7 separate regions of the Mus musculus genome follow, and all the other regions are linked to region 6. Evidence: chromatin contacts called from public ChIA-PET, HiChIP or PLAC-seq and promoter capture Hi-C data. All regions are on one chromosome and are shown on one strand. The core of a region is the stretch at or near the end of the contact, and the rest is flanking DNA. Distances in the headings are between cores, read along the strand shown. Region 1 holds the start of Mrpl30 (mitochondrial ribosomal protein L30). Region 2 holds the start of Neurl3 (neuralized E3 ubiquitin protein ligase 3). Region 3 holds the start of Lipt1 (lipoyltransferase 1). Region 4 holds the start of 4930556I23Rik (a long non-coding RNA gene). Region 5 holds the start of Cracdl (capping protein inhibiting regulator of actin like). Region 6 holds the start of Tmem131 (transmembrane protein 131). Region 7 holds the start of Arid5a (AT rich interactive domain 5A (MRF1-like)).

Region 1 (3,501 bases), core at 796-3,295, 950 kb after region 6:
CACATAAGCCTAAGTCATCTGAGAGGAGGAGGGGACCTCAATTAAGAAAATGCCTAGCTGAGCGTTATGACACATGTCTTTTTAATCTCAGCACTTAGGAGACAGATCTATGAGTTCAAGGTTAGCCTGGTCTACAGAGAGAGTTTGGATAGCTACGGCTACACAGAGAAACTCTGAGGAGGGGTGCCTCCATAGGTTTGGCCTCTGGCAAGCTTGTAGGGTATTTTCTTTATTGGTGATTGATGGAGAAGGGCCTAGCCCATTGTGAATGGAGCCACCCCCTGGCTGGTGGTCCTGGGTTCTATAAGAGAGCAGGCTGAGCAAGCCATGATGAACAAGCCAGCCTGCAAGCAGCACTCCTCCATGGCCTCTGCATCAGCTCCTGCCTCCAGGTTTCTTCCCTGTTTGAGTTCCTGTCCTGACTTCCTTCAATGATGTACTACAATGTGGAAGTAAATAAGCCCTTTCCTCCCCAGCTTACTTTTGGTCATGGTGTTTCATCCCAGCAACAGAAACCCTAACTAGGACAGCAAGCTAAAAAAAAAAAAGAGAGAGAGAGAGAGAGAGAGAAAAAAAAATTTTTAAGTGGAGGTATTCTCTGTGGATAGATAAAGCTGCTCCCAGAAACACAACTTACTAAACAAATAAATAGGAAAAATAAATAGATAGATAGATAGATAGATAGATACACCCCAGTGCTGAGAGTGGGCTGTGAGTTCCCCCCAAACAATACAGGATTGCCCCTGCTTTTGGATGTCCATCAAAACTCATTCATAAGACCCTATTGCTAAAGATGCCACATGCCTTGACCACAGGTCGAGAACAAACTGGAGCTGGTTGAAAGCGTCCTCCTTGTTGGATAGTACCACGGTGTTGGATGGTGCTACTCAAGCTGCTGGGGGAGAAATGTCTTACTCAGCCACTCCCTCTGTTAAAACCAACCATCTGGGAAAGATGAGCCCATTGGCGCAATCGTGGTAAATGTGGTACCCAACTGCTTTCTGATTGGATGTGAAGTCTGCTTGACAAGAGGGACTCTCATCTGGTACTTTATACCTAACTAAAAATCAAGACTGTGGCGGTCCTAGGCCCTAGGGGCCGTACTACTACTGCTGTAGTTTTATTAAATCAACATGATGTATCTGCCAAACTGCCCTCTACCTCATTATGTTTATGCCCATAGAGCAGTGCTGTAGTCCACATGGTCAGAGAAGCCTCTTCCACCAGTACCGGGTAGTGACTGCAGAGACTGACAACTGGTTGGTGCACATAGAATAAATGGCCGTGGAATGCACCCCCATCTTGAGAATGAATATATAATCATTGATGGAGGAGGGAGAGACAATTTAGTCAGTGCTGTAGTCGCTGGTAACGTGCACATAGCTCTGTAAACAAACTTCCACCCTAGTGAAACTCAATGGATCATAGTTGGGGTGAGGGCAGGAAGGTGAGCCAGAGGAAGGAGAAAAATCATGTCACAAACTGACAACAACGAAGAATAAAATTGATTCAAACGCAAGACCTATCAAGCCTTATAGATTATATTTGGTTATGCCTCTTATGGTCCTTAGCGATAACATCGGTCTATTGCAAAGGCCACCACCTCCGTTGTCCTGCAGATTATCAGAATATAACTCCTGAATTTGAATGCTTCCTGGTAGTTAGTAAGTTTCGTTTTCTTAAGTTTCCGCTCAGTCCCAGACAGAGCGGAAACCGAAACTCGCTCACCTTTCAGAACCTGCAAGAGCATGTCAATCCCCTCCTGGTAACACACCAGAGCCTGCTGGTACCGGGACTCTGCATCCAGCTCTACTGCCCGCTTTAGTACCGCCACCGCCGCAGTGCTATCGGAATCCTGTCCCAGGCTGGACTTAGCCATCACTGTGACAACTCCTGGGCACCGCCAGCAAATTCCAAGAGCTGACCCACTGCGCTTCCAGGAAGCGCACGCGTGACGCCGCTGCGCCTGCGCTGTCTTCTATGGCGCGTTGTGAATGGGCCGGGACAAAAAAAAAAAAAAACCTTTCCCGGAACCAAAGAACCGTACGGTCTGTGACGGCAACGGCGTGGTTTGAATGTTGCACTGGGTCCACCTGCCTCTGTTCCTCTCCTTCCGGCTGCGGGGACGTTCGGAGTGGACACAGCGGTCGCCGGTGAGTGCGGTCGTGGGAGCTAGAGGCTCTCTCTGCAGTTACGAAATGACTTTCTTTCTGTTTCGAGTTGGAGGTCCCGCAGACCTATTTCTTGATCTTCTGAAAGCAGCCAGGTTGTCACTTTATTCGAGTCGTGCTGCGACGCGCGTGTCTCTGAGAGTCTCACTCGTGTAGATCTAGGTCCGAGCCATCCAAGCGTCAGTGAAATTTATTATTTTTTTTTAAGAAGGCAAAACTTGCTTAATTTTAAGATGTTGCGATTTTAGAGTGCTGAGTTTTTGGAGTTGCTGTTTATTAAAGACAGTGATTTTGCAGGCCCCTGTGATTGTCACTTGTTAAAGCAGCTGCTTTTGGTGGCTGAGAGGCCGTTATGACGGCTGCCTACTACCTTTACGTCCTGGGAATTCGAAGAAGAGAGACATTTGTTGATTTCAGAGAACGCGGTTGATTGCACGGGAAATTCAGTGTTCTGTATTTTCAGGAATGTTCACTCCTCGTTATAGATATATACCTTGACCCTTTAGAAAGAGAAATTAATTAAAGAACCACTTACGAGCTGGTGTTGTAGTTTAGGGGTAAAGAGCTGTTTACGTGCATAACCATTGTAAAAAAGCAAAACAACAACAAAACTCCAGCAAACCTTTCGGGGTGAGGGAGAGGAAAAATGGTTTTGGCAGCCTTTTGTTTTTCTGTGTATACTCATATATTAACATATTAGAAAATAGAAATAGGTTATATATCCCATGTGATAAATGGTATTTTTCAGTTTATTTTTATGTGTATGGGTGTTTTGCCTGTCATATCTACACCATGTGCGTGTAGTGCCCATGGAGGCCAGAAGATAGTCAGATCCCCTGGAACTAGATAGAGTTAAAAAAACATTTGTAAGCTTCCAGGTGGTCACCGGGAATTAAATGTGGGACCTCTGGAAGAGCAGCCAGTGCTCATAACTGCTGAGCCATGTCTCCAGCCCCATTTTTCTGGTATTTGCAACAGTACAGAGGAAAGTTGTTGTACAGTAGATGGCAGTATAATTGCTTCAAGGTCCAAAAGCTACGCACATAAGAATAATGCCTACTGTATTGAAATGAGTTGCAGCTCAGAGCACTTATATTCTGTATGCAAGGCTATGGGTTCAATCCCCAGTACCTTCCCTCACCAAAAGGAAAAACAACAACAACAAAAAGCAGTTTTGATGGTGCTGCCTGCTTATATCTGAAATTAAACTTCAGCAGAGAATCTTGAGTGCCGAAGCTGCTTTGAGAGACACATCTATGACTTGAGCAGATCCAAACCAAAATATAAAGTCCTTGTCTTCTGGCACTGTCCCGTGTACAGAGTGGAGACA
Region 2 (3,393 bases), core at 778-3,277, 670 kb before region 6:
AAAAGAAAGCCTTGGCCTGGTTGGCAGCTTGCATGGGCAAAGCTCCATCCCCACTTAGGAGCCTTCCCAGGGATCTTTGGGAACCATGTCCTGTGTCACAGGGAAGAAGCTGAAGGGGACATGCTGCTGCCCCCGTGGGTCCCTAGGTGAGCAGTTAAACCACCTTCTCTCTTCTGCATGCTCAGGCCTTGTGTCCCTCTCTGGGTGTGGCTCCCAGGAGGTACCACCACTGGCAAGCCACAAGGGGCCTCTTAAGGCCTGGACTTGCTACACGCACTCTCTCATATGGCTTGTTTGGTTATTCACTGAGCACACGACCCAGATGGAGTAGAGCTGAAGGCCACCCTTACCCTGCCAGTCTCTCAAAGGCCTGCAGGACTTTGTCCCCCACAGAAGCCGCACCTTCCCTTTACACTGAGCACGGCTTCCTGGCTTTAGAGCTGGGTCACAGTGGCACGAAAGGGGTGGACACTTTTCTTCTGCCTTCCTCCTCCTGCAGAGACTGGCAGGCATCTTGGCCCTTTGACTGAGCAACCTGACAGACCCCACTGCTGGGCTGGGCTATGGCAGAGGTGGGCACAAGCTAAACGTGGCTCTCTAATTGGGTGTGTCCTGGTTGGCAGGGTTGGCACAGGGTTCAGAGTACTGTCTATCAAGAACTAGAGAATTCCTGTTCTAGACCCCATTTTTAAGCCAGGTCCTGAGGTTCCATACAATAGAGAGGTAGTCCTTCTCCAGTGACCCCCACCTTTGTGCTACCCACTGACGGAGGCTGGCCTGGATCTAGACTGCTAGGAAGTTGGGACAGGCCAGCCATGTCTGTAGGGTCATCTCCAGGCCTGGGCAGATGAAGACAAATTATAGTCTCTGCTGCAAGGCTCTGGGGATTTTAGTGATGGATGCTCAGCCACCTGCTCCGTGATGGCCTCCTAACTGCCAGCACCTTCAGCATCAAGGTCTTTGGGATGCCAGGCACCCAGTCAGCCCTTTGCAGAATCCTGTTCTCCCCTCTGCACCCCAGCATGCAGAGCTTGGGGAAGCTCAAGAAAGGTCCCTTCCTGTCCTCCCAGCCCCAAGGAGACTGTGGGCTCAGCTACACAGTTTCAGTCCCTCTCCCTCTCCCACTCCCTCCTCCCTCCTCTCCCTCTCCCACTCCCCCCCCCCCACATCTGTACCTGTTATACCCCATCCCTTTTGGCATTGTTACTGCCCTGCCTTGAATCCAAACACAGCTGCCACAGCAGAGGTGGCTCTGGGCGTGGCCGCCCACTGTGAGCAAGCCTTGGGTGCTTGCCAAGGGCCCTACACAGGGGCACTGATTGGCTTGGGGGGGCAGGTCTAGGGTGCCTGGTCCCCGTCTCTGTTCTAAGGGGTGGCATGCTATTTCCTGCTCACTCACCAGGCCCCTCTGCTAAGGGGACACGTGACCACAGGTACTGGTGTCTCAGAGAAACTTCTTATCTCATTACTATTTAGATATCTACATTTGGAGTCCTAAAGGACAGCAGGGTGGTGGCATAGTCCCAACCTTCAGACGAGAAAAAAACCAAGAGTCCAGGGACAAAAATGACTTGTCCACATTGCCACCGACAATTTGGCAAGGCTGAAATCCCTCGTTTTTCCACCGGCCTCCTAAGCTCTCCCCTTTTCCCCACCCCAGCCTTGATTCTCCCTTATCCAGTTCCTAGATAAAGACTGCTTACAGGTAGTGGGTGGGAAGGAGGGGTGTGTATCTCCGCAGCCATCTTGGACCAGACACCCCGCTTCTGCTGGGTTCCTGGGAAGGCAGGAAGCTCTCGCCCTCGCGCAGCCCAGACCATGGAGAAACCCACTCTAGGAGCCAATGAAGTCTCTGATCTCCCCTTTCCAGACCTCCCACCTGTACTCCATGCAGTCAGGACTCCAGAAGCCAGCTCAAGGCATACGGGAAATCTACTTACTGGCCTCAGGGCTGAGGAGAGAACCCATCAGCCTGAGCTCCTCCTGGGGCACAAGTCCCTGGGTCTGAAGATGTCTGTGAAGGCCAGTGGTCAGGGTTACAAGACTCCGGAAGGTTCCCCTTTTATAGGCTGGAGCTCACGTTACAGAGTTGTTGATTAATTAGATGCTGTCACGCATGACGATATCCGGGACTTTCCCCATGACCTCTCGTGGCTCACAGTGGACTGCTGCTGCAGCAGGCTGGTCTGAGATAAGAAGGGAAGCAGGGGCTGTAACTGTGGCTGCAGCAGACGGTTTTCTGTTTGACTTCTAAGCAGCCCTTGTCTGTGAATTATAATCGCATGTTAGTAAACACCCGTGCCGCCGCCACGCCCTCCCCCACTCTCCCCAACAAAGACTTTGGTGGTCCTGGTCTGGGATGAGATCTGGGCATTGGGAGTTTCAAGAGCATGCAGGAACTTTGATTAGCAGCCGGCATGGTGTCCAACCCCACATAGAGAAGGTGCGCAGCGCTGCTGAAGGTTAACTGATTGAGCTAAATCCTAGGACCTGTGAAGGTGAGGCCGCCCAGTGGCAAGGTTGGTTTGGGGGCTTACAACCCCACCCCCACCCCACCCCCCCTCCCCGCCAGATTAGGTCTTTCTTGAGATTCCAGATCAAAGCCACAATTCTGTGACTTCTGTGGCCCCTTTAAGAAAGGAACGGGGAGGGGGGGGGGCTGGCGAGATGGCTCAGTGGTTAAGAGCGCCGACTGCTCTTCCGAAGGTCCGGAGTTCAAATCCCAGCAACCACATGGTGCCTCACAACCATCTGTAACGAAATCTGATGCCCTCTTCTGGAGTGTCTGAAGACAGCTACAGTGTACTTACATATAATAAATAAATCTTTAAAAAAAAAAAAAGAAAGAAAGGAACAGGAGCACCTGGAAATGACAGTGAGCTAGACAGGACGGGGGGGGCGGGGGGGGGGCGGGGGCGGTTCGACTGAGGAGGGAAATAGAGGGCTGGAGACCCAGGTTGTGTCTGCTGTATTACCTTATGCAGATCCCTTCCTCTTCTTGAGGTCTGATGTTCTGGTTTGGGGACCTTTTCCAGCCAGCATGTGGTGCCTAAGTGAGAAGAAGTGGCCAGGGGAAGGTGAGTGTTATCAGTGTAGCCCTGGTTACCTTAGACATTGCTGTAACCCCTGGACTTTCTTTTTCCGGCCACACCCTTGCTGAGCGCCCTTTGTCACTGCACTAGATGTATAACTTCTGCCAAGACCACAGGTAGCTGCTCTAGAGCCAGTGCCAGTCACCTGGGCCGGAGTCCTGTGGCTTCTAAAGGTTGCAGTTCCCCCGATGCCCCGGCTGGCTCAGTCTAAGAGGTTCAGGCTCCTGGCACCTCCTGGCAGGCACACCAGTCTCTGGACACTTGTGGATGCTCCTCCCTTGCTGGGTTGCTCAGGGCTGGA
Region 3 (3,777 bases), core at 88-2,587, 930 kb after region 6:
GAAGCCCATGCTAATACCTTTAATCCCAGCACTTGGAAGGCAGAGGCAGAAAGCTCTCTGTGAGGCCAGTCTGGTCCACATAGCGAGTTCCAGGCAAGCCTGCCTTACAGGGGGAGACCCTAACTCACACTCAAATAGAAGTTTTAAGAAGAGCAGACAGAGCCAGGCATGGTGGAGCACACTTTTAATTTCAGCACTCCAGAAGCAGAGGCAGGTGGATCTCTGTGCATTCAAGGCCAGCCTGGTCTACAAAATGAGTTCCAGAACAGCCAGGGCTACACAGAGAAACCCTGTCTTGGGGATTGGGAGCGGGGGAGGAGACAGAATAAAATGCAGGAAAGGAGAATTGCCATCACCAGAGGACTATAAAGCAGGTTAGAGTGTTATTGGACATTCCAGTGGAGAAGCTGAAGAAGTAGAAAAAGAGGATAACTGGTCCAAAGACAGACATCTTAGAGCAGACAGTGGAGAATGAAGGAAGGTCATTGAAGGAAATTAAAACAAAACAAAACAAAAAACAAAAACAAAACAGAACAACAACAACAGAAAAAAACTGTCCCTTCTCAGATTTCAAAGAATACAATATAGAAGCAGACTACTAATTTAGGAGCCCTACTAAGGGCAACACAATGTGGGGCTATTTTGATAACTAGCAAAATTCCTACAATGACGAATGGAAAAGTATCCCTTCCCACCCTCATAATACCATCCAGCTGAAGACTGATCTCATCAAAGTTGCAGTAACAGACAGGAGTCCTGTCTGTGGTGCAGCTAATTTATATACCCTGAATTAACTCTGCTCATTTACTGCGTTAGCAGTACCAGGAGGCAAGGCTGGAGAGGCTTCCATTCTAACTGAAGGAGGAGAGACTGGTTTCTGTGGAAGAGCGAGGAATGACCACAAATTCTTTGGGCTCTGCTCATCAAGAAGTGGGTCCGTGATCTCATTCCTTAACTCTAGTCTGGCTTTGTTGTTCCTGGGGCCATAGGAATGCGGTTGAAGCGCTTCCAAGTGCCTTGAATCGAACCGCCCCAGCAGCTAGACAGCACCTCCTGAGTGTGAACAGACCATTTTGGACCACACAGTTTAGCCAACTCTTGCTGAAAGAAACCAGCATAGGAATCACCCAGCTCGTCTTTACATATTTTGGTAAGTGGACTTTGTCCTTTCAATGAATCTAGTTCTAAATGCATTGGCCTGAAGGAAATAACCTTAAAAATATTTGCTTCTATTTCAGGCTTAGCCACGACCTCCTGGGGGTGTGGCTTATCCAGGGGGCGAGCTTTACGGGGGCGTGGCCTCTTGAGGGCGGGTCTCTTGGGCGGGGCTGGGGAGGACTCCCCAGCAACTGCGTCTAGAGGGCTGAGTGTTCTGGGTTCCACGTGGGTTGATTGAGTTTTAATTTGCAGAAAAAGCTGCTGCGGGCGCGACCGGAAGTGGCAGGTGAGTGAAGCCGGAAGCAGTTCCAGTGAATTCTTTGCGGGTTGTGGAGGCACACGCTGAGCAGGAGTGGGTGCTGCGGAGAGCACGCGTGCGTCCCATGGGCCCCTCCTATTGGTTCTGAAAGCTCTGCAGATTACACCTGGTGCTCCGGACGTAATTTCATTATTGGGAACAGTTGATTTCTAATACGGCGTAGGGTAAACTAAACAAGACATTCAGTGCTAGTCGCGTGCCTGCTCCCGAAGAGTAAAGCTTGCTTAAAAGTTCGTAATCACTTCCAGGTTTGGATCGCGTTATTAGGAGGATAGCAAATAGTTTTGGTAAGGCCTTGTGAGGAAGGTAGGCCTGTAGTTAGGTCTTGCTTTACACTCTGTCAGGGAGAAGCATGTGTTGGCAGTTGCAGAAGTGTCTCCCAGAGCATGGAAGTAAGAGCCTCCTGAGGAAATAATTATAACACCAGTAATGAAGATGAAAGCAGAGAGCTGGGGGTGGATTGCTCGGCGGTACAGTTCAAACCTAGACTGAGTGAGTTCCATCCCTTGCTCAGCTAAAGCTGTTAAAATAGAGTGTAGTTGGGTATATCAACCACATCCTAGCCCAGGCGCCTACAGAGGAGTAGGTGGCCAACACAAAACAAACTCCACGGGCTTTTTTTTTTTTTTCTTTTTTGGTCTTGTCTCGTTGATCTTTTACTTATTTTGACTTTAGTTTTCATAGGTTTTGGTTTTTTAAAGAAAGAACATAAAGTTGGGTGGATAGGGAGGTGGTGGGATCTGAAAAAAACGGGGAGAGGAAGGAACGTGATCAAAATGCATTGTATAAAAAGTTTTTCATTTAAAAAAGTAAAATATGGGTGTGGGTCGCTATGCAAAGTAACACTGTAGAAACAGAATTCTACCAGGTTTTCAAAAGTTAGATTGTTTCATTTTGTCTGTCAGCTACAGTCTGTCTCAGAAGGTATGTCAGGCCTTCAACCCAGAGGCAGAGGCAAATAGATCTCTGTGAGCTCAAGGTCAGCCTGGTCTACAGAGGTAGTTTCAGGAGATCCAGGGCTACACACTCATCGTGTCTGAGGGTGGGGAGATTGTGTTCTGATAACTAAAATAATTTGTGATACGATACATAATAATCATTTAGTTTAACTCCTTAAAATGACTCACGTGTAACTATTTTAGTAGTCCTATTTAAACATGACTCACACAGATTTACAGTCTTTATTCTGGCAATGTGTCTCCCTTCCCTGTGACTCTTGTCACCTTTATGTAGTTCACTGATGAATCCCAACTGTCAAGGACAAAGCATGCCTTATAGTTACTGCAGACTCTGTCAGCCATTGGCTGGTTAATTGTGGACCATAGTTAATGTATCAAGGTAAACTCCAGTTTGACATATCTTTTAGGAATCCTTGTACACTTGAAAGAAGACATGTTAAACTGTCAAAAAAAAAAATGGATTGGAAGAGAAGACCTTGAAATCACAATTATTTAGGTTCATCTCATGTGCTCTTGAATTCAGTTAAAGGCAACTGGATCAGATAGAGATTAAACTACCGGTCTAAAGCTATTCAGTTAGTTGCAAAGCAAGCATTAAAATGTAAAAGCAACTATTTTACCTGAACCTCTATATATGTTAATAAGTGTGACTATTGTCACCTTAGGAGAGGATGTCACAAGGTCTTTTTCAAATCCCAACTTCAATGGGCACATTCTAGTTTATTAGTATCCGAGACGTCATGACACCTAATCCTTGATGTTTCTCCCTTGGATCACCCAAGAAGAGGACCTTAGGCCAGTGAGCCCAGAAAACCACTAAGCTTCAGGTTGAGTAAGAGACCCTGCCTCAAAGAATATAGTAGAGAGTGAGAGGACTCTTGGACATTGACCTCTGACCTGTGCATGCACAAATGTGTGCTCAAACACATACACAGAGACACAGACAAAAATAAATTTAATAAGTGAAAGCCAGAATGGCAGTGTATGTCTATATTCTAGTTAAAGCTAGGGCAAAAGGACTATTTGAACCCAGGGATTCAAGGTCAGATGGGTAACATAGTAAAGTCTCATCTCAGGGGGGCAGAAAATGATAGAACTAGCAGTACCATTACACAATCAGGGGGACATGTGTGTGTGTAAAGGTATATACATAAGAACAGAAGCAATAACGGTTATTTATACTAAAATGTTAATTAACTATCTCCAGGTAGTAGGATTCTGGATTCTTTCTTTTGCTAATCTATTTTTTTTCCTCAATGAAAATATATTGTGAATTCAAACTAATTTATTTGGCTTTGCTATACATTACTTAATGTGTTTACTCCATATCATTGACTTCAG
Region 4 (3,895 bases), core at 203-2,702, 670 kb after region 6:
GGTGGGACTCCGCAAATACACATAATCTCACCGTTAAATACATCCACTGAAATGCACACTGGATATGGGTGACCGTTATCTCATGTAAATTCCTTCTCAAAAAAAGGGGGGGGGGACTACATTAAAAAAACACTGCTCAACATGGCAAAATGATTCAATAACACAAACTCCAATCATAGGAAGAAATATATATATGTGTGTGTGTATGTGTAAATATATATATCTGTGTGCGCGTGCATGAGTGTGTGCCAAAGTATTTGGAAATAAAAGCCAGTCTCATACCCAAGTTCTGATGGGACAGTGAGATTCCTCTCTGTAGCCCTTCCTTGAGGTTCAGTTTTGACCCCTGCCTCTGGGTCACAGCAGGCTTTGCAGGGGTCATCAGGAAAGATTTGCTCCGGACGAAGTCACCCTGCTTCACAGACTCCTACGGAGACACAAAATGACAGGTGCTGCCCAAGGATAACAGACTCAGAGTGGGTAAATACTCCAAGTGTCTTAGCTACAAAATGTCTCTTCCAAGATGCACCCTGCTGCTGGCACTTTCTGGAAAGGGGCTCTGTGCACCGGCATCACCCACCAAAATGCCAGAGCTGACTTGTGCCAGCCTCCTGCAGCCCACGTGTGCATGGTGGCTCCTTGCTTGCCTGGACAGCCCAGTCTCAGCCCCAGATGGTATAGAGCGAGGACTCTATGTGAAAGCCGTAGGGAATGGTTTTATGATACACACTATATGGCAGCAGCTGAAATGGGCTAACATTTCGCACTGTAATTTCCCCTCCTCAATGCTACATACAGGTCTTCAGCTGTGTAGACACAACTGAGGATTGCATTAGCAGGAAGGGAAGCAGGTCCTATTGCAGCGCAGGCTCCCTTTCCTAGACAGCAGAACCCCATTTATTGTACTGGTTAGCAGAGGGTGCATCAGCACAGTTGTTGGGGTTGGTGAGAGCTGTTTTCAGTTGAATACAACATGCAACTCCAGGTTTTGGCTGTGCAGCCCCAGGTGAGGGAAAAGGGAAGCCAGCAGGCAGCAGCCAGAGCAGGCTTCATTTATCATCACACAAGGGGCTGAGGTGGAGCTGGTGACCATATTAGCGTGTGTCTGAAGGGAGCCGTTGTTTTAACTGTCTTCAATTTTTTTCCAGAGGCTGAGCTGCGTTGCCTAGGAGGCCAGAGCAGCCTCGGGCGCCACTGCATTTCTACCAGCCCACACAGGCAAAGAGGCAGCTAGCTCCATCACGGGGTCCACAAGCTGACGTACTGCCTTTGCGCATGTCAGCCATCACGGTAGGCACGGCATCTCTGTGATGTTCATGCAGGACCTCTGTGAGCACAGCGGTACCTGCTCCCACCACACCCTCACAAGATCGCTGCCCTCCTCACCCCACCCCCACCCCGAACGCCACAGAAAAAGAGTGGTAACCTGGGCTCTCTCGGCCACCTTGGCTTGCTTCCCAGTTTCTGTCTTTAGGATCCTCGACCCAGGTTTCTCTTCCTGGTTGACGGGCAGGTCTGGGGCTCCTCTTCTCTTCTGCCGGGCCATGGTGATCCAGGGTGGGGTGGGTTGCCCATCAGCCCCAGGACCTGTAGCCGCAGGAGGCTGACCCTTTTCTGTGATAAAGGCCAAGAAGGAGCAATGTTAGGCAGATAGTCCCACTCTCCCCTTCAGTCCCACCCACAGCTTCTCTCCCATACAAGGTGTGTTATATTGCTTTGCTTGGTTCAGGGGGCTGAGGAGTGGTAGGATTGAGGAGTAGAGTCTCAGAGAGACCCCCACTTCCCATTCCCCCCTGAGCCAAAGCCTCTCTTCAGCAAACTTCATTTTTTTTTTTCTTCTATAGATGTCTCAAATAGATTACCTCCTCTGGTCTGAGCCGCCAAAACCACAAGATGCAGCTGCCACCCCAACCTGTGCACTTTGGAGCTAATTTCTACCAGGGCCTTCTCTCTGGGAGGAGCTGGAATGTATGCACAGATAGGATGCCTTTGATAAGAGTCTACATTTGGGACCAGCCACCCGCCCCCACTCCGGATTTACTTGACGCGCTAAAAACATTCCCTTTGTGGGACGTGATGCCATTTCTACAACCATCTGTCTTCACCTGACACAGGAAGTTGGGGCCTGCATGGTTAACACCGGCTGTTTTTCTTCTCCTGCTCTACATTCTTTTAAAGGGCCCTCTTTGCCCTCTCCTGCCATTTCTTCACTTAGTGACCAGGAGCTCCCGCAGAACTCTTCCTGTGTCTCACCCTCACTCCCATCCCTATCCCAGAGGCAGCTACTCTCTTCGAAACAGACGGAACATTTTCTCAGGGTTTGAACTTTATTTTCTTGGCTAACAACATATTCCTCGAACAGTTCTGATAAGATTAAATTCACAACCCGAGGAACTTGCCATTCCAGTTTGAAATCAGAGCAGAGAAGTAGCTTGTTGAAGGCCAGGCCAGCCTCTCTCACCTCCTCAAAGCTCAGTGCTGGGTACTGAGCACTCTGTCACCTCTTAGCCCAAAGGCACAAGACATAGTTCTGGTAAATTCTTTATAACCTGCACTTGGATAATTTCATCTGAGCCAAAAGATACATTTTTAAAATGAGCATAAAGAGGGCTGGGGGGCCCAGGGAGGAGGGCTGGGGGGCCCAGGGAGGAGGGCTGGGGGGCCCAGGGAGGAGTGCCGGCTGCTCTGCCTGAGCACCTGAGGTTGAGTCCCAGCATCCACATGTGGCTCACAACCATCTGTAACTCTGGTTCCTCGGGTCACGCTGCCTTCTTTGGCATCGGTAGGTAGACACACGGTGCACAAACACTTGTACACGTAGAGTTAAAAACATTCAAACGAGCAGAAAAGTTATATGAGACTGCCTCTAAGGTGGTTTGGCAAGAAGGGACCCCCAGGGGAGGGTGGGGCTCTGGGGACTGCTCAAGTGGCAATGTTTCCAACTGCACTGATGTATGCCCATGTACCTACGTTCACATGCTGACCCTGGGAGTGGGTGAACCCTGCAACTGCACTAGGCTGTGCCAGGAGGTGACCTACAGGCAACTTCATGGAGCACTGGCCTGAGCAAGTGACCAAGACCTCTTAGCAGCCATTTCTTTCCTGTTTGGTTCCTGTATTTCCCCACACTTGGACACATCTCACAATATCAAGCCTCAGAGATGTTGCACCTCTGTCCCAAGTAAAGTATGGGCAGAGTCGGGTGACAGTCATTCTGCTCTGTGACACAGGCCTGAGTGGTTTCTGTGACTTGCACCCTTATCCTCTGCCACACTGGAACCCACGGCTCTGCGTCTGTGCTCCATCTGGGCTAGGGAGGGCTAGGGCTAGAGAGAGGAATGAAGACGGGCAGTGGGCAGTCTATGGCGGCCTTGAGGGGGCGGGCAAACAGGTTGTCAGTGACCCCTTAAAGCATTAACTCTCAGGGCCAAGGTTGAAACATAAAATCTCTTCTGCGATTAGATCTGCTCAAAAGGTCAGCTCTAGGGCACGGCAGATGTGGCAAATAAAGCCACTCCTTTGTTTATATTCCGGCCTCAATAGACAGACCTGAGTCTCCTGGGGATCTGGTTTAAAGATTTCTGACATCTCAGCCCCTCCTCCGGAATAATAAGGGCTTTAGGTTGTCAAGTGTACCCAGGTCTGCAGCCAACACCTGCAGAGCTCGACAAGTCTCTCACTGAACAGCAGACACCACGTGTTGGAATGTATGAGATCCCTTTGCTGAGAGTTTGAGAAAAAGCTGGCTCCCCACACCTGCCTGGGAAGGGAGCAATCTAATCTGCCTTAGAACAAACCCAGACTAACACTTCCAGATGGCAAGGGCCTCAGGTGTGGGGAGCTGGAGAGCCACACAGCTGGGCCCTAACAACCCCATTGCACAGGCAAGTGACTT
Region 5 (3,726 bases), core at 93-2,592, 780 kb after region 6:
CGCACTGAACTTCGTCTCCATCATTTTATAATCTCAAAGAGCTAGCTCTCAGGTGATCCCTGATCCTCATTCATCTCAGGTGCACGTCTGGCATGACCCAGCTCCCAATGAGTATCAGGGCTGAGATTCTATTTCGTGGTTGCTATGTATTTAGGTAAATGGAAGGAAGTCCCAGCCTCCACCAAAGGAGGGGCTTACTTTAAAATAGTTCTGGAAGGTGCGAGGGCTCCCAAGAGAGCGACAAACAACACAGGTGCCTGTCTTCCCACTTGGATTTTCTGGTTCATTTCTGACACAATGCCAACTGGCCACCTGCAGGCCACAAGTCCAGTCACACCTCGGCCTTCCTTTCCCCTTGCATTTCAAAAACAAAAACAAACAAACAAAACAAACAAAAACAAAACAAAACAAACGCTTGCTCATTTGAGTAACTACCCCGCCTCTCAGCAGTTGTACACCTACCTACCTCATACTGAAAACGAAGTCCTGCCGGTTAGTAAATGACTGCTCAGCAAATATTTGTTGATTCAAATTCTGATTATGTCTAAGATTAAACTCAGACTCCCCTCTGGTGGCTTGTAACCTAAGCCCCAAGCCTGTTAAATAAACCATGACCCGAAGCATAAGGAAGACAGCCTGTGTGTCCACCGTCTCCCTCTCCGTGGCCCTGGGAGACAGACGCGATTATGCTCTGGTACTAAGAACTGAAACGCGGGCAGCAAGCCCTGTCCCCCCCCCCCCCCCCCCCGTTTTCTTAGTGTTAAAACTGGTTAAACTGCTCAGCTCTGCCTCACATTTCAAAGTTAAGTCCAGCAAAGCGCTCAGAGGAAAACTTTGGGCACTTGCGCGTCTGGCTTCTCTCGGCCCCACCGACCATAGTGTCGTGGACGTGGCCCCCACAGGGGTGGCGTGGGTACCCTTCACGTCCAAAGGGCCCTGGGCTACCTGAGCTCTTCTCGCCACTACCTCCCCAGCTCCACGACAGGACGCGACTTCGGGAACGCGTCAGACTCTCACCCCCAACCCAGCTCCCTCCAACCTCCCTGGGTCTGCGCCCCACGCATGCTGCGTGGCCACGCCATTTCAGACTGTCCCAGGTACCTGGCACTGGAGCGTGGCCGTGTTTGGCGAGCGTGCCGGGAAGGGCTCAGTCCGCGGGGACAAGCGGGGGCTGCTCTGCCGGGGTGCACCCTGACCCCCGGCCGCAGCGTCGAGGGCCGGCGGCGCCGCGCAGCAGGTGGCGGTAGGGCGCGGGTAGCGCGGGGTCTGCGGCCGGGGGATGGACGCGGACGCGGGCGCGACCCTCGGGCGGCCGCGCTGGCCCTGCGCTGGGCGCGCGCTCCCGGCTCCCGACTCGGCTGCGCGCGGCCCGGCGGGGGCGGACGCGGCTGTTCCGCTCTGCTCAGCTCTGCTCCGCGCCGCCCAGGCCCGCGCGCCTCCCCCGCGCCGCTCCCGCCGGGCACGCGGGACCCTGGCCACCCCACGTGGCGGCGCTGCAGAGCTGGGAGCTTGGCTGGCTCCTGCCTGCGCGAGGTCCGAGGGCTGGGGGACCACCGCCAGGACGAGGACGCTCACGATCGCGGCTCCTGCGCGCCACCTCCCTGTCACCCGAGCCTCGGAGAGTGGGCGCCCGGGTGGCAGGGAGGAACGTGCGCATACGGATAAAAAGTAAAAGTTGTTTCATAACCTTGTGGGTCCGAGCGTCTGAGGGCTAATGAGGGAAGCTGCCGCCCCGTCTCTAGGTGAATCATTGCTGTGGCACTGGCAAGTGTGGGATAAAAAGCTGAAGGAGACGTCTCAGCTTCGGTCCCCACCCCTACATCTAACAGAGGAGCTGGCCCATTTGGGGAAGGAGCGGGCTGCCCCCCCCCCCCCCCCCCCCCCCCCGGCTCCTCAGCTAAGCTACCTACAGAGAGAGCCCTCTTTTGGCCTGCTGACACTGCCATGGTCAAGGGGTGAAGTACAAGGAATGTCAGCTGAGCCCCAGCAGGACGCCCAGGCTGCAGTAGCAGGAGCCCCAGGTAGAAAAGAGAATTCTCCCATCAGACAGTGGCACTGGGGTGGAGTGGTTCCTGAGTTCTGACTTCCGCAGCGATGTTAAGAGTGCCACTGTCAGATCTAGAGGAATCCATACTCCACCGTTGAGCCTTGGGGCTGATATCTTGGGACCAGGGACGCAGAGAAACCCAAGAAGCACACACTTGCACCTCTATCTTGAAAAGCGGACTTTAAAATTAGACCAAAATCCCAAACAAAATAGGAAAGAACCTGGCGAGAGATCTCATTTGGTTGGGTACATGAAAGGAAGTTAGTTGCCTTTTTAACTTTTGGGTGTAATCGATCCCTTTGGTTCAAGCTAGTCACTTAAAAGTCTCCTTTGATGGTTAAATGAAATTAATTCCCTCAAAGAACATAAACAAATCATGAATCAGTCTCCTAATTGACAACCACTCACAGTGAGCAGGTGACTCACAGAGGAGCAAATGAATTGCTTAGGTGTGTGTTTGCCTTGTTTGAAATCCTCAAACTAAACTGAACAACTACAAGCAAGCCTGTGCCTTCACCCACCCACCCTAAGCCTGCTGTTGCTTGCTGTTCAGATCAACACGTATTCTGCACGGCTGTAACCGCTAAATATTTATTGACTCCGTAAATTGCCTTTCTAACCTAAGAATTTTTGTTTCCAGAGTATCAGAAGCCTCTGGCTTTACTTGTGTGTGCTTGTGGGTGGCTTTTGAAGTTCCTGGAGGGTTTCAGAGGACAAAAAAACCCAGAGGATCTTGGTGATTAGCTAAGGCTGAGAACACAGTGTCAACACCCAAAATAGAAAGTGGTTGGGAACTCGATGACTAGGTTGGCAACAGGGAAAACTAAGGAGGAACTGTGAGGAGGAAGAGCTGCCTACAGGAGACTCCCAGGGACTTCCTTCTCGGACAACTCTGGTCCTCAAAGCTGCTGTCCTGGCGGCTCTTCTCCTTATTTCTGTCACCAAGCCTTCAAGCCAGTTGAGAAAATGCTATTGTATTCAAGTAAGGCTTTATGGAACTTCAAGGAAAGTTTCTTTTTTTCTTCTTCTTTCAATTTTTTATTAAATATTTTCTTTATTTACATTTTAATTGTTATCCCAAAAGTTTGCAAGGCCAAGGGGCCTCTCTTTCCACTGATGGCCAACTAGGCCATCTTCTGCTACATATGCAGCTAGAAGAAAGGAAACAGTTTCTTAATGCCAGCAGCAACCACCGCACAGCCGAGATCATAGGGTTAAGGCGCTTTCTTTCCAGCTGCTACAAAGTCTCTCTTAGCTATCCCCAAACACCCTCTTCCAAGGGAAGAGACCCTATTGACAAGACAGAGGAGGCAACGCTGCTCCTAAGCCCATTATCTCTGTCTGGGGATCTGTCATTGTGAAAAGTTAGATGCTGTTCCAAGCCATGGGCAAGCAGGGGCCCAGTGAAGGCTTCAGTCCCTAGCAGAACCCTGAACAAAGATACACCGTTGTCATCATGCTACGAGTGAGGTGCCCACGTGCTCTACACAGTCACAGTAAGTGGTGGAGAGAGAGTCTGAACCCACATCCATGGTTTTTGTTTTTTGTTTGTTTGGGTTTTTTTTTTTTTTTGAGTGTTGATTCTTCCCTTTTAATTTTTAAAAACTGGATATTTTATTTATTTACATTTCAAATGCTATCCCCTTTCCCAGTTTCCCCTCTAGAGCAGGGCTATCTCT
Region 6 (3,353 bases), core at 733-3,232:
ATGAATATTAGAGAGGTGCATGGACACGTAAATTATGCAAATGGAAATACACAAATATATTTTAGACTAATGTCTTCAAACAATAACTTTATTTACTTAACTGTACCCCCAAAATTAGTGTATAAAATGACAATTGAAAAATAATACACTTTAGAAGGATAATGAAAACTTAGATTCAATCACTACTTCAGTTCCCAGTTCGTGAGACTCAAAAGCACCTAGCTAGGCGCCTATACCACACAAGGCAATCAATAGCAAAGCAAAGCCAGCGCCCCTCTAGGTCACAGTGAAGCACACAAGTACACATGCCCATTCAATTATCACACTATAAAAGGTTCACTCAACACACATGGGCAAATGTTGGCTACCATGGCCACCCATAACAACACTAAACTAACAGGGGATCATAAATAATAAGAACTATGACAATCCCAGGCCTGACCATCTTAAAGCAGCATTTTTTAATGTTTAAAATAATCTTGCCTCTGCCAAATCCCTGCTTGCCTGTTAACCAGGCTGACTCTGTTTATAGAGTTAAGTGAGAGAATATAATGTTTCTAAGGAAAATAAATAATAAACTGACACAGAGTTGCACTTTAAGGCTAATCTGGTTTACTTTACAGCTGCTAGCCAGTAACAGCGACTTTATACAGGAAAAACAAAAATAATCTAACTAGTTTTCTTCTTAGGGAAAAAAAAAAGCAGCATTCACTGTGAATTAATTCATGAAGGTTCTGTGACTGCTCACACTTCTCCTTGGGCTCACGTTCAGAAACAGGTAGTCCAGAACACCCCCACCCCCAAATTAGTCTTCAAGACTGCAAAGTAATTTCTGATCTTGTCAAAGTACCAGTTTTACAACCTTACAATATTAGAGGAGTTATTAAAACTGGAGTGCGGCTTCAATTGTGAGTTACAGGTGAAGGGTGTGCAAGCTGGGAACTTGACATTCGTTTCTAAGGGCTCACACATCAAAGAGAAAGGCACCGAATTACGTGAGGATATTAAAGCAGAAATGGAAACCGGCTTCCAGTAGCTTACTAGAGGCAAATGAGAGTCTATTTAGGGCTAATAACAAACGATCCTCCATACCGCAAAGGGATAGTGAAGAAGGATACTAAGGAAACAAGAGCCTCTTCAAAGAGATGTCCCAGCAAATAGAAATTTTATAAGCCGTGTATTGAAGCCTTTCCACCAGTCTCGCTTTTTTTTTTTCTTCTTTTTTAACCACCGCATTTTAAAGTGAGCTCGGTCCGCATGCCCAAATTAAAACCTGACAAAGGGAAAACAAGAAAAGCGTCCCGCGATCGACCTAGCAGGAGCCACCAAGAAGCCTAAAAGCGGGGTGCCTCCTCGCATAGCGGGCCAAGTGGCAAGAACCTACAAGAGAGCTCGGGAAGTTTTATGGGCACTGACAGTAGACGAGGGAAAGACCGGGACACGGTGAGGGGAAAGGAATCACGGAGCAGCGGCAGAGCCGCGGCGCGCGGCCGACGCGGCAGCTCGCCGAACCCCGAGTCGCCGGCTCGGGACGGGGCTCGACCCAGCAACTTCGCGCCGGCGCCCGTCGCGGGCCTCCCTCTGCCGCCTGTCGCCCGCCGCCCGCCGCCGGCAACCCACCTTCCTTCTCGGCCCGCGCCGCGGCCACCACGAGGGTCATCACCAGGTGCAGCGCTCCCAGGAGGCCCGCGGCTGCGCTCCGAGGACCCCCGCCTCGGCCAGCCGCGGGCTCCAGCCCGGCCGCGGAGGACGTGGAGGCGGCGGCGGCGGCGGCGGCTGCTCCTCCCGCCCGCTTCCCCATCCTGGCGGGCCGGGGGCCGCCGAGCTCGAGGTCCTGCGCGACCCTTCTCCGCGAGGCGACGGCAGCGGCGCGGGAGCCGTGGTCCGGGCTATGGCCGCGGTGCCCGAGGAGAGAGCGGTTGTGGGCCCAGAGCTCGGGCTCCCGGCGTGGGTCTGGGTCGGTGCGTGCGTGGGAGCGAGAGTGTCAGTCACAGTCTCGGCATCGGCATCGCCTACGAAGAGCCGGAACGGAGAGGCCGCGGGTCAGGCACGGCGGGCGGCCATACTGGAAACGGGCAAGGGCCGCGGGCCCCGGCGCTGGCCTCTAAGGGGCGGGGCAGAGCGCAGGGGCCCGCCCCCTCCGTGCCAATACCTGGGCGGCCCGCCGGTTCGCGTGCTCCCCGTGGACTCCGTGAGCTCCGGCTCCTCGCCCCGCCCTCAGAATCACACGGGCTTCACCGACCGGACGGGCCGGGGCGGCCAACCGCACCCTGTCACTGCCGCACGGCCCGGGAGAAGGAGGGAGAGGGACCCGGGCCGGCCAGGAGTTAAGATGGCGGCCGGAGCTTCACGGAGGCAATGACGGCAGTCACGTGGGAGATAGGGTAGCCACGCTGCGCAGCCGCTTTGGTGCGTGGGCGGGGCCCGGCCGCGCCTCCGACGCCGGGACAAACCCGGGTCTAGTGGTACTGCAATGTCCGAGCCTTTCAGAGGGCTGAGTGCGCATCCGGAGCCCAGCGCCGACAGTCCGTGCCAGTGATTTCTCGGGTCGCACCTCTGCCTCTCGGTGGCTTTGACGTGGGAAGTGTTCAGGGTCCGATTCAATTTCTTGCAGTGCTTCCTTAAGAACGGGGGACCCGCCCTCTTTACATTTGTGTCTTCCAAAGCGTACCCAAGAGGGACTTAATGGAACCTTCGTACCTCTTGTTCACAGGAAGCCCTTTTTATGCAGTTTCTTTGCTTGCTTGTATTTGGAAACTTACCATGTGTGTAAAAAGCATTAGTTGGGGCGGGGTGGAGGAACAAGGCGAGGTGTGCCAGAAATCAGACTGGGTTTTCTCTGTCTTGGAATGATCAATATGTTTCTATGCGCATACTCCTTTCAAAGGCCAAAATCAAAGATGGTGTGTCTTAGTCTCCTGTAAGAAGCACCTCATGTCTCCCAGGTTAAAGTTTGAGTGTGTGTGTGTGTTTTTCTGTGTGTCTGTTTGCTCGATACAAGTCTTAATCTAGGCCCTTTGGGGAAGGGGAAGGAAGGATATTGTCACAGTTTGGTAGCCTGGTCACTTCCCCCCAGAGCCTAGCCCCAGAGTCTTTTTTTGCTTTTCTCAGCTTTTGGTTGAGTTAGTCGATCTATTTAAAAGGCCACATTTGCCTATTGCATGTCTTAGAACAAACTAGAAAAGAAAATGGGATTTCAGAAAACCTTTTTTAAAAGGTACTCAACGTTCTTCCTTCTGCTGTCGTCCTGTTTGTGAAGCAAACATGTAAATTAATAATACATTTTGAAGGCGTCCTCACCCCCGATGGCTTTTGGTTTGCCCCCCACCCCCACCCCCAAGGCATTCTCCTTC
Region 7 (3,490 bases), core at 950-3,449, 630 kb before region 6:
GTTCGAGGCCAGCCTGGTCTACAGAATGAATTCCAGGACAGCCAGGGCTACACAGAGAAACTCTGTCTCGAAAAACAAAAACAGGGCTGGTGAGATGGCTCAGTGGTTAAGAGCGCCGACTGCTCTTCCGAAGGTCCCGAGTTCAAATCCCAGCAACCACATGGTGGCTCACAACCATCCGTAACGAAATCTGATACCCTCTTCTGGAGTGTCTGAAGAAAACTACAGTGTACTTACATATAATAAATAAATAAATCTTTAAAAAGAAAACAAAAACAAAAAAAAACCCCACACACATTAAACAAAGTTACATGTTTTACCATACCATGAATACATATATTTATGAAAACAAGTAAGGAGCATTCCAAAAGACTATCCAATCTGATAAGGAGAGGGAGGGAACTGGATTTGGAGCGGAGTCAGAGAGGACTGATTTATTCTCAATGCCTTTTCCAGGAAGAATGTATTTATGCATTAATGGTGTTTTGTTTTTCTTCTGGAGGCTGCCAGAGAGACAACCAAACCATGGAAGCACTGATGAATGCTCACGCTATCCTGAGCTGGTGTTCTATGGATGGAGAGTGATGGAGGGCGGTGGCTGTGGGCTGGGGCAGGAGTGTGTAAAGCTTGAGCAACTGAAGTGTTTGTGCTTTTAGGAAGGCAAATGGAGGTATCATTCCTCAGCAGGGTTTATTGGCTGTTGTAAATTACTTTCTGTTGCAAAGAGTTGCCTCAGGAGACAATTAAATTTAGATCTTATTGTTCGCAGGTTGCCCGAGACAGGTGTTGACTTGCTGAGGCTTTGCACAAACAGCACTGCCTGAGAGTGAGCTCTCCTGCCTGGACGGTAGGATCCTCCTTTTCAGAGGTCGGATTAGCTGTGGCTTTGAAAGGTAGTGAGTGCCTCATTGATAGATGTATCCAATCCAGGAGGTAGTGGATGGTCTATACTGCAACACTGAAGGCAGCGTGCAGATCTCCATACCTAACCTGGCACTGTAGCTAACCCAACCAATCGACCCTTACCAAATGAACACAGTGACTAGAAGCCTGTGAAGTTTCCAGGTGGTATCTCTTGGTAGATTGCATCTCTGCTAGAGTCTTGGATCTCTTGGGGTGGACTGGGGTTTGTAATCTTGGATGTGGGAGGCACTGTTACAATCATTGTTCTGCTCGTTATTCTGAGCAGTTAATAAATATCAACCACAATATTGCCTGTTACCAGATCGGCAAGCACTGGTTTATTACAATTATCCACCAAGCTCACTGGTGTCTGCTCCAGGCTGAGCTTGCAGATCTGCCATTCCAGAGCTTATGGATAAAGCCCAGAGGGTCAAAGTCATCAAATGCAGACTGTCCATTTGTTCAGTGTGAAGGGGAACACTAAAATGTTGGGGGCTAACTATGAAGCCTTCCTCTGTGCCCCAATTCTCTAGCCCTACCACCGACCAGTAATATGAGCTAATTAATCACCCAGGCCTGTTTTGCTCTATATAATGAAGATAATGATGGTATGAAATGCACCGAGCTGTATGAGTATTATAGTTAATCAACAGAATTTGATTCCGGGGATACTAACTACATAATAGGAACAGAGTTCGAGTTCAAGCTAATAAGGCTTTCTGCTTTTAAATCTCAAGTTTTAGCGTCATCTTCTATAACCCACACGGGTCCAAATGACTGTTCTCTCTACTAATCTTGTCCACATTCACCCTCAACTCGTTCACTTCCTCTTTGCACGGTCCATCTTGTGGCTTTCACTCAGTCTACATGACATATGTAGACATGGGCATTTTGGGCATTAGGCCTGGACCACAGACTTTCTAGATTGGCCTCTGGTAGGCTAACAGTACTTACTGTGTAAAGTTGGAAAGGATGGAACCGGCCAGGACCACTTCAGGTAAAAGCCAGAAGCACTTTATTTAACCCCACCCAGTCTTTGGCAAGCTACAAAGAGCGGGCAGTTTTTCTAAGACTCTAGTTTTGCCTCTAGGGAAACCAACAGACATGCGACAGCAGTTGATTCTTGAGTTTCTTACATCAGCCCCTAGCTGCAAAGTGGGCGCACACTACAACTCCCAGACGTCCTCGGGTCTAAGGGGGCGGAGTCTGCTCCGCTCTAGAAAATAGGATTCACCAATGGGCGCCCAGAGCGCTGGGGGGGGGCGGGTCCATGGGCGGGTCCGCGGGGGAGGAGGCAGTCGAGCGGCGCCGGTAGTCAGTCGCGCCGAGAGCGCTGGGACAGGACGGCTGTGCGTGTAGAGGGTCTCTGCATAGCGACGCGCGCTCTCGCTGGGCCATGGGTAAGCGGCTGGCGGGCGGCGCCGGGGTCAGAGGGCTGGGGTCCCAGAGCGATCGTGGCTCTCAGGGTAACCCGAATGTCTGCGTGCTCTCTTCTCGTGGAAAGTCGGGGCGGCCAGGGGCTTCCCAGGCGTTTATCTCGAAACTCTCCTCTCCGAGTCTGGACTGAAATTCACTGAGCCGCCCACACTTCCTGCTGCGGTTTCAATCTCGAGCTGCTCTGGGCCCATTTGTTGTGACAGCTGTCAGCAGCAGCTTCTCGGCCGCGGGCCCCTCCCTGCCCCGTGCCAGCCCAGCGCTTCGCTTCTCAGAAACCGAGGCGCCCGGGCCGCGCGCAGCGCTTCCCACTGCGGCCGCGATTCCTGAAAGTGACTGCGCGGGTTTTGAAGAAATTGCTCAATGCGCTTTGAAGAATCAACGGTTCCTCTTTTCTGCCAAGGGACATGCTGATGGTTTGACGGTCACACGCTTCAGATCCCCTGCTCCTTCTCTCTTCTCTTTCCTTTTTCTTTTTGTTTCTTTTTCTTTCCAACCCCCAGCAGGAAAGACGGTTTCTTTTTACCCGCCTGATCTTCTGAGTTTCCCTCTTTTCCCTCGGGTCTCTTCAAAGGGACAGGGTGATGGCCCTGGACTGGGGGTGTTTAGTGGACCGAGGGCAGAAGCTCAGGCTGCCAGAGTGCGACGAACAAGTTTGGCTTTGCTCTTATTGCGAACTAGGGGCACAACCACACCACCGATCTGTGGCCCTTTGCACTCACTACCCAGGCGTTGCTCCCTGGCCGGGGTCACATCCCACACCTAACCCACAGGCACAGTGGGGCCAACCGTAGGCCGGGAAGGCCTCAAATTAATCCCAAATTGTGCTGCTCAGGCTGTATCCCCTAGTTTGCAGAGTCTTTCATTTCAGATGAGTGTAACAGGTGCTCCTTGCCCCGCCCCGCGGGCACTGCTGGGAATTGATGCAAATCTAAGGATCTCAGTGTCTAAAGAGGATGGATGCCTGGGCAGGGGAGGGTGAGGAATGTTAAGCTAGAGGGTCTGTCTCTACAGCAGTTAGTGTCCTAAATGACTGCTTGGCCTAGAACTTGAAGTGACAGAGGCAGAATGGCCTAGAATTATATACCCCACCCCGTCTTCTATTACAGAGAAACTGAGGCATAGAGACAGACTAAGGTCTGACAGTGAGGGA

What was found. Promoter capture Hi-C pulls out the DNA fragments that hold promoters and counts their contacts. ChIA-PET counts read pairs in DNA pulled down with a chosen protein or histone mark. HiChIP or PLAC-seq counts read pairs in DNA pulled down with a chosen protein or histone mark. Capture Hi-C pulls out chosen DNA fragments and counts their contacts.
Region 1: a contact with region 6 is called in a promoter capture Hi-C map of adipose tissue, with 2.2 times the contacts expected there. The contact joins the promoter of Mrpl30 here to the promoter of Tmem131 in region 6. A contact is called at or near these places in 5 of 39 promoter capture datasets (cranial neural crest, embryonic stem cells, liver and 2 more), 1 of 484 Hi-C or Micro-C datasets (pro-B cells) and 1 of 9 other capture datasets (adipose tissue).
Region 2: a contact with region 6 is called in an HNF4G HiChIP or PLAC-seq map of pancreatic cancer cells. The contact joins the promoter of Neurl3 here to the promoter of Tmem131 in region 6.
Region 3: a promoter capture Hi-C map of 3T3-L1-derived adipocytes shows a contact between it and region 6, with 2.7 times the contacts expected there. The contact joins the promoter of Lipt1 here to the promoter of Tmem131 in region 6. A contact is called at or near these places in 12 of 39 promoter capture datasets (the 3T3-L1 cell line, 3T3-L1-derived adipocytes, the C10 cell line and 6 more), 8 of 484 Hi-C or Micro-C datasets (the C10 cell line, the G1E-ER4 cell line, LSK cells and 5 more), 5 of 115 datasets of contacts at active chromatin or transcription factors (a beta-TC-6 cell line, bone marrow-derived macrophages, embryonic forebrain and 2 more) and 2 of 9 other capture datasets (adipose tissue and liver).
Region 4: an RNA polymerase II ChIA-PET map of memory CD8 T cells shows a contact between it and region 6, with 19 read pairs. The contact joins the promoter of 4930556I23Rik here to the promoter of Tmem131 in region 6. A contact is called at or near these places in 2 of 39 promoter capture datasets (embryonic stem cells and pre-B cells) and 2 of 115 datasets of contacts at active chromatin or transcription factors (bone marrow-derived macrophages and memory CD8 T cells).
Region 5: a contact with region 6 is called in an H3K4me3 HiChIP or PLAC-seq map of neural tube, with 5 times the contacts expected there. The contact joins the promoter of Cracdl here to the promoter of Tmem131 in region 6. A contact is called at or near these places in 1 of 39 promoter capture datasets (pre-B cells) and 3 of 115 datasets of contacts at active chromatin or transcription factors (embryonic stem cells, neural tube and pancreatic cancer cells).
Region 7: a contact with region 6 is called in an RNA polymerase II ChIA-PET map of memory CD8 T cells, with 30 read pairs. The contact joins the promoter of Arid5a here to the promoter of Tmem131 in region 6. A contact is called at or near these places in 1 of 39 promoter capture datasets (pre-B cells) and 2 of 115 datasets of contacts at active chromatin or transcription factors (memory CD8 T cells and pancreatic cancer cells).

Annotation. Positions count from the first base shown.
Region 1 is chr1:37,888,432-37,891,932 of GRCm38.p6, forward strand. Mrpl30 (mitochondrial ribosomal protein L30) reads left to right here and starts at 2,046. Exons shown (of 6, transcript NM_027098.3): 1 at 2,046-2,153. It overlaps Mitd1 (MIT, microtubule interacting and transport, domain containing 1), which reads right to left and starts at 1,980. Exons shown (of 7, transcript NM_026913.3): 1 at 1,729-1,980. The coding sequence starts at 1,879.
Region 2 is chr1:36,271,398-36,274,790 of GRCm38.p6, forward strand. Neurl3 (neuralized E3 ubiquitin protein ligase 3) reads right to left here and starts at 2,028. Exons shown (of 4, transcript NM_153408.2): 1 at 1,941-2,028. The coding sequence starts at 1,968.
Region 3 is chr1:37,870,882-37,874,658 of GRCm38.p6, forward strand. It overlaps Lipt1 (lipoyltransferase 1), which reads left to right and starts at 1,338. Exons shown (of 2, transcript NM_001037918.4): 1 at 1,338-1,444.
Region 4 is chr1:37,613,055-37,616,949 of GRCm38.p6, forward strand. 4930556I23Rik (a long non-coding RNA gene) reads left to right here and starts at 1,453. Exons shown (of 2, transcript XR_373329.1): 1 at 1,453-1,513; 2 at 1,845-2,319. It overlaps Cracdl (capping protein inhibiting regulator of actin like), which reads right to left. Exons shown (of 10, transcript NM_028096.1): 8 at 1,427-1,614; 9 at 283-427.
Region 5 is chr1:37,718,469-37,722,194 of GRCm38.p6, forward strand. Cracdl (capping protein inhibiting regulator of actin like) reads right to left here and starts at 1,343. Exons shown (of 10, transcript NM_028096.1): 1 at 1,102-1,343.
Region 6 is chr1:36,937,545-36,940,897 of GRCm38.p6, forward strand. It overlaps Tmem131 (transmembrane protein 131), which reads right to left and starts at 1,983. Exons shown (of 41, transcript NM_018872.2): 1 at 1,621-1,983. The coding sequence starts at 1,801.
Region 7 is chr1:36,305,534-36,309,023 of GRCm38.p6, forward strand. Arid5a (AT rich interactive domain 5A (MRF1-like)) reads left to right here and starts at 2,200. Exons shown (of 7, transcript NM_001172205.1): 1 at 2,200-2,303. The coding sequence starts at 2,300.